2 separate regions of the Gossypium arboreum genome follow, and region 2 is linked to region 1. A link is a contact called in public Hi-C data. All regions are on one chromosome and are shown on one strand. The core of a region is the stretch at or near the end of the contact, and the rest is flanking DNA. Distances in the headings are between cores, read along the strand shown.

Evidence for each region. Hi-C and Micro-C count contacts between places; a contact is called where the count stands out from the background.
Region 2: a Hi-C map of leaf shows a contact between it and region 1, with 4 times the contacts expected there. The contact joins the promoter of LOC108462989 here to the promoter of LOC108486307 in region 1. A contact is called at or near these places in 2 of 5 Hi-C or Micro-C datasets (both in leaf).

Annotation. Positions count from the first base shown.
Region 1 is chr6:101,722,914-101,727,034 of ASM2569848v2, forward strand. LOC108486307 (adenine phosphoribosyltransferase 5-like) reads right to left here and starts at 2,574. Exons shown (of 6, transcript XM_017790292.2): 1 at 2,201-2,574; 2 at 1,992-2,102; 3 at 1,455-1,547. The coding sequence starts at 2,300.
Region 2 is chr6:102,529,673-102,533,569 of ASM2569848v2, forward strand. LOC108462989 (G-type lectin S-receptor-like serine/threonine-protein kinase SD2-5) reads left to right here and starts at 1,535. Exons shown (of 4, transcript XM_017762918.2): 1 at 1,535-1,613; 2 at 1,616-2,465; 3 at 2,467-2,762; 4 at 2,764-3,454. The coding sequence starts at 1,535. The coding sequence ends at 3,230.

The DNA of each region.
Region 1 (4,121 bases), core at 1,324-3,823:
AACAAGATTATACTTTGAAAGCTTTTTATAATTCTATAGATGAAATATTTTATTTGGAGTTGAATGGTAAATGATAAAAATAGTATTTCCATTTTTTAATCTGAAAATAAATTTCTTGAAATAAAAATAAAGAAATTAATTCAGATATACTAAAAGGGAATGAAAAGGGGAGAAGATGATTAAGATTAGATCCACTAAAAATTTCCCTAAAAAACCAACCAACATAAGTCCAACAATGGATAAGAGTCCAATTTCAATTATTGGTAGGTGATTAAAGTGGAGATATTCTACTACTTCCTTTACCAATTTAATATTTTGCCATTTGTTTAACACTAGCCTTTTGCAAATTGTTTTCTGGGGTATTGACATTTTCATAATCTTTATATATGTATGGTATTACTAGATTTTTCTTTTAAAATTACTGAAATATGCTGATTTTATGAGGTCATGCCTACATGATTGACATCATAAAAAATACAGTGTTTTTTTTTTCTTTTAAATAATTAGTACAATTTTTTTCTGAAATCCACCCCACCTACTCTTGACCATTAAAGCAACCCCTTTCAATCATTTCAGCCACCACTATCTCCATTCCATTTTTATATGCATTCTTTGAATTTATATGATGGGTTTTCCCATTTAATTGTGGAAGGATTTAATTAAATCTTTTTTAAAGTTTAAGGGATTTAATGATAATTTAAAAAAATATATTTTTTGAGTATTTACTTGAATTATTTAAAAATAAAACTTTAATGAGTAATTTTAAAATTTGCTAAGAGCATAATAATAATTTTTAAAATGAGGGGAGTGAAAGCCCTTTGAATCCAAGGGCATGCAACCCCTTAGGCCCCAAAATAAAAAGTAATAATAAATCAATTTCTTTATAAACAATGAAATAATAAATTAACATATAATAAAATTATATTTTAATCCTTTAAAAATAAAATAAGTTTTTTATTGAATTCTTTCAAAACTAATAAAATCATAAATTAATTTATAAATAAAATTATATTTTAATTTCTTAAAATTTACAATTTAATATCCATTTTCCTTTATCAAAATTTGAATTCATATAAGTATTTACATATACACGTATGTATATATATATATGCACAATGGCATATTCAAAAATACGTTTTAGGGAGGTAGGGGTAAAGTTAAAAAAATTTTGAGGCCTAAAATTAAATGATATATTTTTATTATAGTAAAAATGTAATTTTGTTATTTTAATAGTTTATATCTTTATAATTTTTAGAGAATTAGATTAAAATTTTATTATTTTTAAGAGACTAAAGTACAATTTTACTATTAATAATTTAAAATTTTATATATTATAAAAGATTTAAATAAAAAATTTCCATTTTGAGGTTACGCACCCCTGCCAGCCCACCTAAACCGCCCCTGTTTGTATACATTATTTATACATTTATGTGTATATGTATATATACAAGTACCTGGCAACTTTTTGGGTTTTCGCAGAGGAACAAACTTCGCACCAATGGCTAAGGCAATCGTTGGACCAAACATGAATCCTCTTGCTTCAACTCCTACATAAACATGTTTTTATCTTTAAAAACAAAAGCCCAAAATATCATTTTAATCTCTCAAATTTAAAATTTGATTCACGTAACTTAACCTTTATAATATCGTCCACAAATAGTTAACTCTAATTGTAACCTTTATAAATGAAGAAGCTTATTTGTATTTTTTAAAACATCATTTCCAATAATAAAAGAAAATTATCCATGTCAAAAATAATAAATATTAATAATAACTAATTATAAAGAATGCTGCTTCTAAACATTAAGGAACATAAATAAATAAATAAATCGGCACAAATCAGCTTTGAAGACCTGCTTAATTTCTTTCCCTAAAAAGAATATATAAAACACCAAGTAAAATACATTTAAAAAGAAAAAGAAAAAAAAAACAGAGTAGTTAAGAAGAAGAAGAAGAAGAAGAAGAAGAAGAAGAGACAAGATAGCGAGTACCAGCAACGACAGAGATATCCATGTCTTTATATCGATCGACAAATATGTCCACCGTATTTTTAAACGCCTTGTGATCCAACAACAACGTTGTTATGTCTTGGAACATAATCCCTGTTTTTTCCCCGAGAAACAAACACCGTCTTCTTTAAAAACACAGTCCTTCAGTGAAAATAAAAAACAAAAAAACAAAAAAAAGAGGGGGAAAAGACCTTGTTTTGGGAAGTGAGGAACAACCCTTATGGCGTTTGATATAGCTTGAAGCCTTGGGTCTCCTTTAAGTCCATTCTCAGCCGCAAACATTTCCACCATTTTTGAACTTTTTTTGTTTCAACACTCTAGTTTTTAAAGCTCTGCCTTTGGTTTATAGCAGGAGGATAAAAGAAGGGGGGGGGGGGGGGTTGCTTTTCCTCCTTAAAATTGAACTAAAAAGATGAAATCTTGTGTTAGTTGCAATTGTTTAATGTTTATCCTTGAGATATATATACACACAGACATAGAGAGGATATGGTAAGTGCATTAAATACTATAATCTGTTGTCTATTTATGTTTTGGGCAGACCGAAGAAGAACCATTGCCCCAAAAGGCATTAATGTTTTTACCCATCACCTTTTCTCAATGGCACGTTTCTAACACGCTTTACACATAAATCTTCCTTTGCTGTTTTAAAGGGATAAAGTACCCTTCAGTATCTGAATTTGGTAATTTTTTTTATCTTAGTCCTTAAACTCTTTTCCCAATCCACATTAGTCCTAGCACTTGGTAGTTTTTCCCTTTTTAGTTTCCTAAACTTGTATTCCATTAAGGTATAATGGCATGGTACTTGTCACGTCATCATTTGAAATATTTTAAAAGAAAATTATAATTTCTTAGGTTTTTTTGTAATCTTTTGCATTTTATATAATTTTTATAAATTTTCAAGTGATAATATGGTATAATTTTATAGTGAAACATTCTCTCACATTGTTGGAATCCTAGTTTAAGAGTCAAAATAAGAAAACTTGCCCAGTTTTTAAGATTAATGTGGACTAAAAAGTTAAAAGGACCAAGTTGGAGAAAGCTACCAAGTTTGCGGAGTAAATGTTGCTTTTATCCCTTATTAAAAATGGTTAATTCCATCAAGCACCCTTCAATTATGACTTAAATTCTAAATTGGGTCATCAAATTCTAAATTGGGTCATCAAAGTTTAAAGTGCTCTAATTTAGTCATCAAAGTGTCGATATTGTATTTATAAGGACATTCGTAAGATTGGCTATTAGGCTGGGCATTAAAAACCCGTTTAAATTTAACGTTGAGCATATTTAAAACACAAAGATATATTATACTATTAGTCCTTCTACTATGCGTAAATTGTAGATTTAGTTTATATACTTTAATTTGGTCATTTTTAGTTCTTGTACTTTTCAAATTTTGCAACTATAATCTTGACCAAAAGACAATAGTTAAATTTGTTAAGTTATATTTTGCTATTTCCAAAATCTTATATAGCAAATATATTATCACATGTATAATGCATTGACAACATAATAAAACAAATATTTTAATTAATAGATTTAACAACTATTGATCGAGGCATGTTTAGATTGTAAAATTCCAGAAAGTAAAAGGACCAAAAATAGTCAAATTGGAGAATAGGGATTAAATCACAACTTATGGACTGATAGTAGAACTTTACCTAATCGATTTGATTACTATCGTTTGGGTCATGACTAAATTTCAAAATTCAAAAAGTAGATGGACAAAAATTTAACCAAATTAGAGTATGGAAACTAAATTCACAACATATACATGGTGTAGGGAATAACAGCAGAATTTGACCTTAAAACACATGAATTAAAAAATAAACAATTAGCCTAATTTTTATTAGTATTGTCTTTTTTTAACACGTCAAGTGAAGTTCTTGATATAGTAGATACAAACATATTTATAATATGATCCATGTATTTAATATTCAAATTGACATTCAAAACTTGACTTGACCAATTAACTAATAGAATGACATAATTAATATAACAACATATTGATAACTTAATTAAAATATGTTAAAGATCGAGACATTTGGTGTAATTAAAAATTTATGCAATCCTTATATTAAATAAAAAAATAAATTTATTTAATATCATAATGAATGT
Region 2 (3,897 bases), core at 285-2,784, 810 kb after region 1:
CAAAAACATCAAGATTTTCATCCATCCTATTTACCCCAGCTTGCGCATGTAAAACATCATTAGCAGTCGGCCTGTTTGGCCCATATTTAGCAGGCCTATACGCATACCCAGGCCAATTCAAATTTGGAAATTCCGGATGCACATTAAACATACCTGTAGACCCACGTGCTCCAGCTGGATTGCAATTTGAGAAGCCATTTTGACCAAGTTGATTGTGAGCAAAATAATGTTGGCCATTTGGATGGGAGAGCTTCAACCATTGCGAAGAAGACCAGCCCCCACCATCACCAAAAATTCCTTGCGGCGCATAGCCAAATTGCCCAGTAGAGTGCCCAAACGCCGGCGCTGGAAAATCATTCACAAGTGCAGCCGATCACCATCTCACTGCAACTGATTCATCATTAACGAGGCATCAAACTCACGATTGAATCTGTAATAGCATTTCTGAGCAAGTTGCCCAACTCTGTTGCAGATTTGACATTGCACGCGCGGCCGGAAACCTCTCCCATGGCCACCGAATAGAGGGCACACACTACGAACAGAGCCTTCTAAATTTTGCGACGGCGTTCTCTCGACGAGATTTGCGTGCAAATATACCTCTTGAACCGCCCTTAGCTGGCGATTCTCATACTCCACCAAGGCATCGACAAGTTTTTGAAACGGCACTAAGTCGAACGAAACAGAGACCGACGAGACTATGGTATCAAATTCAGGAGGTAATCCGGCAAGCATAATTTCCGTCTTCTCAGCCTCTAGAATAGGAGTGCCTGAAGTTTCCAAAAGAGCACCCAAATTCTTTATACGAGAATCATAATCCTTAATCGAGAGCATACCTTCCTTTAATGAATGAAGCTCGTGACGAATCCTAGATTGTGTAGTACCGGTGTCAGCCGCGAACAAACTTGTTGCTGTTGTCCACACATCGCAGGCCGTTTTGGCGTCCGTAAATGAGGTTAACAAGGAGCTACTTATCGTTGAAAGCAACCACGATGCAAGAAACTGATCTTGTTTCATAAAAACCAGCACAGATGGATTGGGAGCAAGACTACCATCTGGTGACTGAACAAACCTCGCCGACGAAGACAAAGTGCGGTCTAGAAATCCTATCAGACCATATCCTCATAAGATTAAACGTACCTGTTGTTGCCATTGAATGAAGGTTCCTTCATCAAGTTTCACAAGATCATGCCGAGGAAAAGAGTTGACGACCTTTTCACCAGTGAAAGCAGTACAACCACCATCAACCGCAACAGAGTCAGCAGATTTTGTGGCAGCCATAACACCAAGATCACATAGCGACTGATACCATGCAAGAAACTATACTTAACCAGTGTTTAATATAGAGAAAATGAAGAACTAATTCTGATGCTGTATATTGAATTGAAAACCTTGCTTATCGAATTCATTTGTACATGTAGTATTTATAGAACACTAGAATAATTTCACTGTAACAACTCTTCAACAAATGCAAGCTGTATTAACAGCTTCGTACTAACTACCTAACTGCATCAACTAAATCTATATAAACTCTATCATGCAGGATTCAGGGAATTTGGTTTTCCAAAGGGGTGATGGGAAAGTAATGTGGGAGAGCTTTGGTCATCCTTCGAATACCCCATGTTTAAACAAGGGATGAAGCTTGTAAGCAATCCTAATCCTAATAGCTTGAGTTATGTCCTCAAAATTGAGCATGGCAACATGGTTCTCTCCGCCAGTTACTCGAATCCACAGCCCTATTGGTCGATGGGAAAAGATGCTCGAAGGAACATTGACAAAAACGGTGGGAAGGTGGCTTTTGCTTCTATTGATGGGAATTCGTGGAGGTTCTTCGATGAAAGCAAAGTGTTGTTGTGGCAGTTTAGTATCTCGGATTTGGTTGATGTAAATGTGAAAGCAACTTGGATCGCAGTGTTGGGAAGTGATGGGTTTATAAGGTTCTTCAATCTAAATGCAAAAGGGTCTTCGGGAACTTCAAAAGTTCCCGATGATCCGTGTGGTACACCTGAAGCTTTTATGCCTTATTTTGTTTGCTCCGATTTGGTAGGAAACACTAAGTGCCAGTGTTCGTTGGAGCTTAGCCCGAGCACTTGCAAAACTGGCATTGCTTCCCATTGTGATAATGGAAAGGATGGTGATGTAGCTCTTATAGATGTAGGAACCGGCCTCGATTATTTCACACTTGGCTATGTTTCTCCTTCATTGAAAATCGATCTGAGTGGCTGCAAAGCATCTTGTGTTAGTAGTTGCCACTATATAGTTATGTTCTATGACAACAGTTCGAGGGATTGTTTCTTGTTTAATGACGTTGGGAGCTTTCAGAGATCTAAACACAGGTCCAATTTGGTTGCTTTTGTGATGTCGAGAAATGAAAATGGTGGAGAGGGTGCAAAAGGGACAAGAGCCTTCCCATATGTTGTGATTATAGTGGTTTCTACTATAGTTTTCATTTTAGTCTTACTTTTTGTCATTGAGATACTATAAGAGAAAGAGAGCAATGCTAGAATCTCCTGGTGACATTTTAGAAGAGGATACCTTCTTTGAGGGTTTAACTGGAATGCCTACTCGGTTCACTTATAACGACCTTCAAATTTCTACGAATAACTTCTTTGTTAAGCTCGGAGAGGGAGGATTCAGCTCGGTGTACCAAGGAACACTTCCCGATGGAACTCAGCTTGCTATGAAGAAATTGAAAGGTATTGGTCAAGGGACAAAAGAATTTCGAGCTGAAGTTGGCATTATCGGATGTATCCATCACCTCCAAATGGATTATAAGCTACGCAATATCAGAGAATAGCTACGTTTACAGCTATGGCATGCTGCTGCTGGAGATCATCGGGGGAAGGAAAAACTTTGACCCCTCCGAATGTTCATAAAAATCGTATTTTCCATCCTTCGCTTTCAAGATGTTAGGGAAGCTTATCGAAATCCTTGATCCACGGCTGAGCATAGAAGGCAAGGAGGAGAGCATTTACACTGCTATCAAAGTTGCATTATGGTGCATACAGGAAGATATGCATTTAAGGCCATCAATGAACAAAGTTGTTCAAATGCTAGAAGGTCTCTTCCCTGTTCCAAAACCACCAATGTCTTCTCCGTTAGGTTCTCGGCTTTATTGGAGTTTATTTGAATCGACAGGCGTGATTGGAGATGGCACAGTTTCAGCCTCAGCACTATCGGAGTTCAACGATGGTGATTATCTTTCAGCTGTTCGACTTTCTGGTCCTAGATAACGGTTTCTTGGGAGGACAGTTGTAGTTCAACTGTTCCCAACATAGTTCCTTTTTGTTTGTATGATAGTCATGGATTAGAGACAAATCTCAAAATAGAACATTAACTTGATTGGATATGCAATTTAATCATGAATTTAGATTTGGTGGAGTTATACACACAGTTTTGAGGTGTATATATGAATCTTTAATTTTGATTTGATTATATATATTTACATAAATAAATATATCAATTTATTTTGTATTTAATTAATATAATTATTTACATATTCAATATATAAATTTATAATGGTACTACATCGAGTCAATTTTAAATTAGCATCCAATCAATTTTGATATTACAAATTTTGAATAATTCCATGAATAATTCTAAATATGGGTTAATTTGGATAAATTTTATTTTAGATTTGTGATTTTTGAGTTAAAATTATATTGAGTTTGGATCATTTTAAGTCGTAAATAGTAAAGGTATAAACGAGATAGTAGTGTTGACAAGTTATTCGAGTTTGAGTTCGACTTGAAAAGAATTCAAACCTGAATCAATAATTATCAAGCTGAGCTTAAGCTTAAGCAACTCAAGCTATCGAGACGAATTAGAGCTTAATAATACACTTGTGAGTATAATCAAACTTTTTTTATTTTTAATATATATTTTAATTATTTTATATTT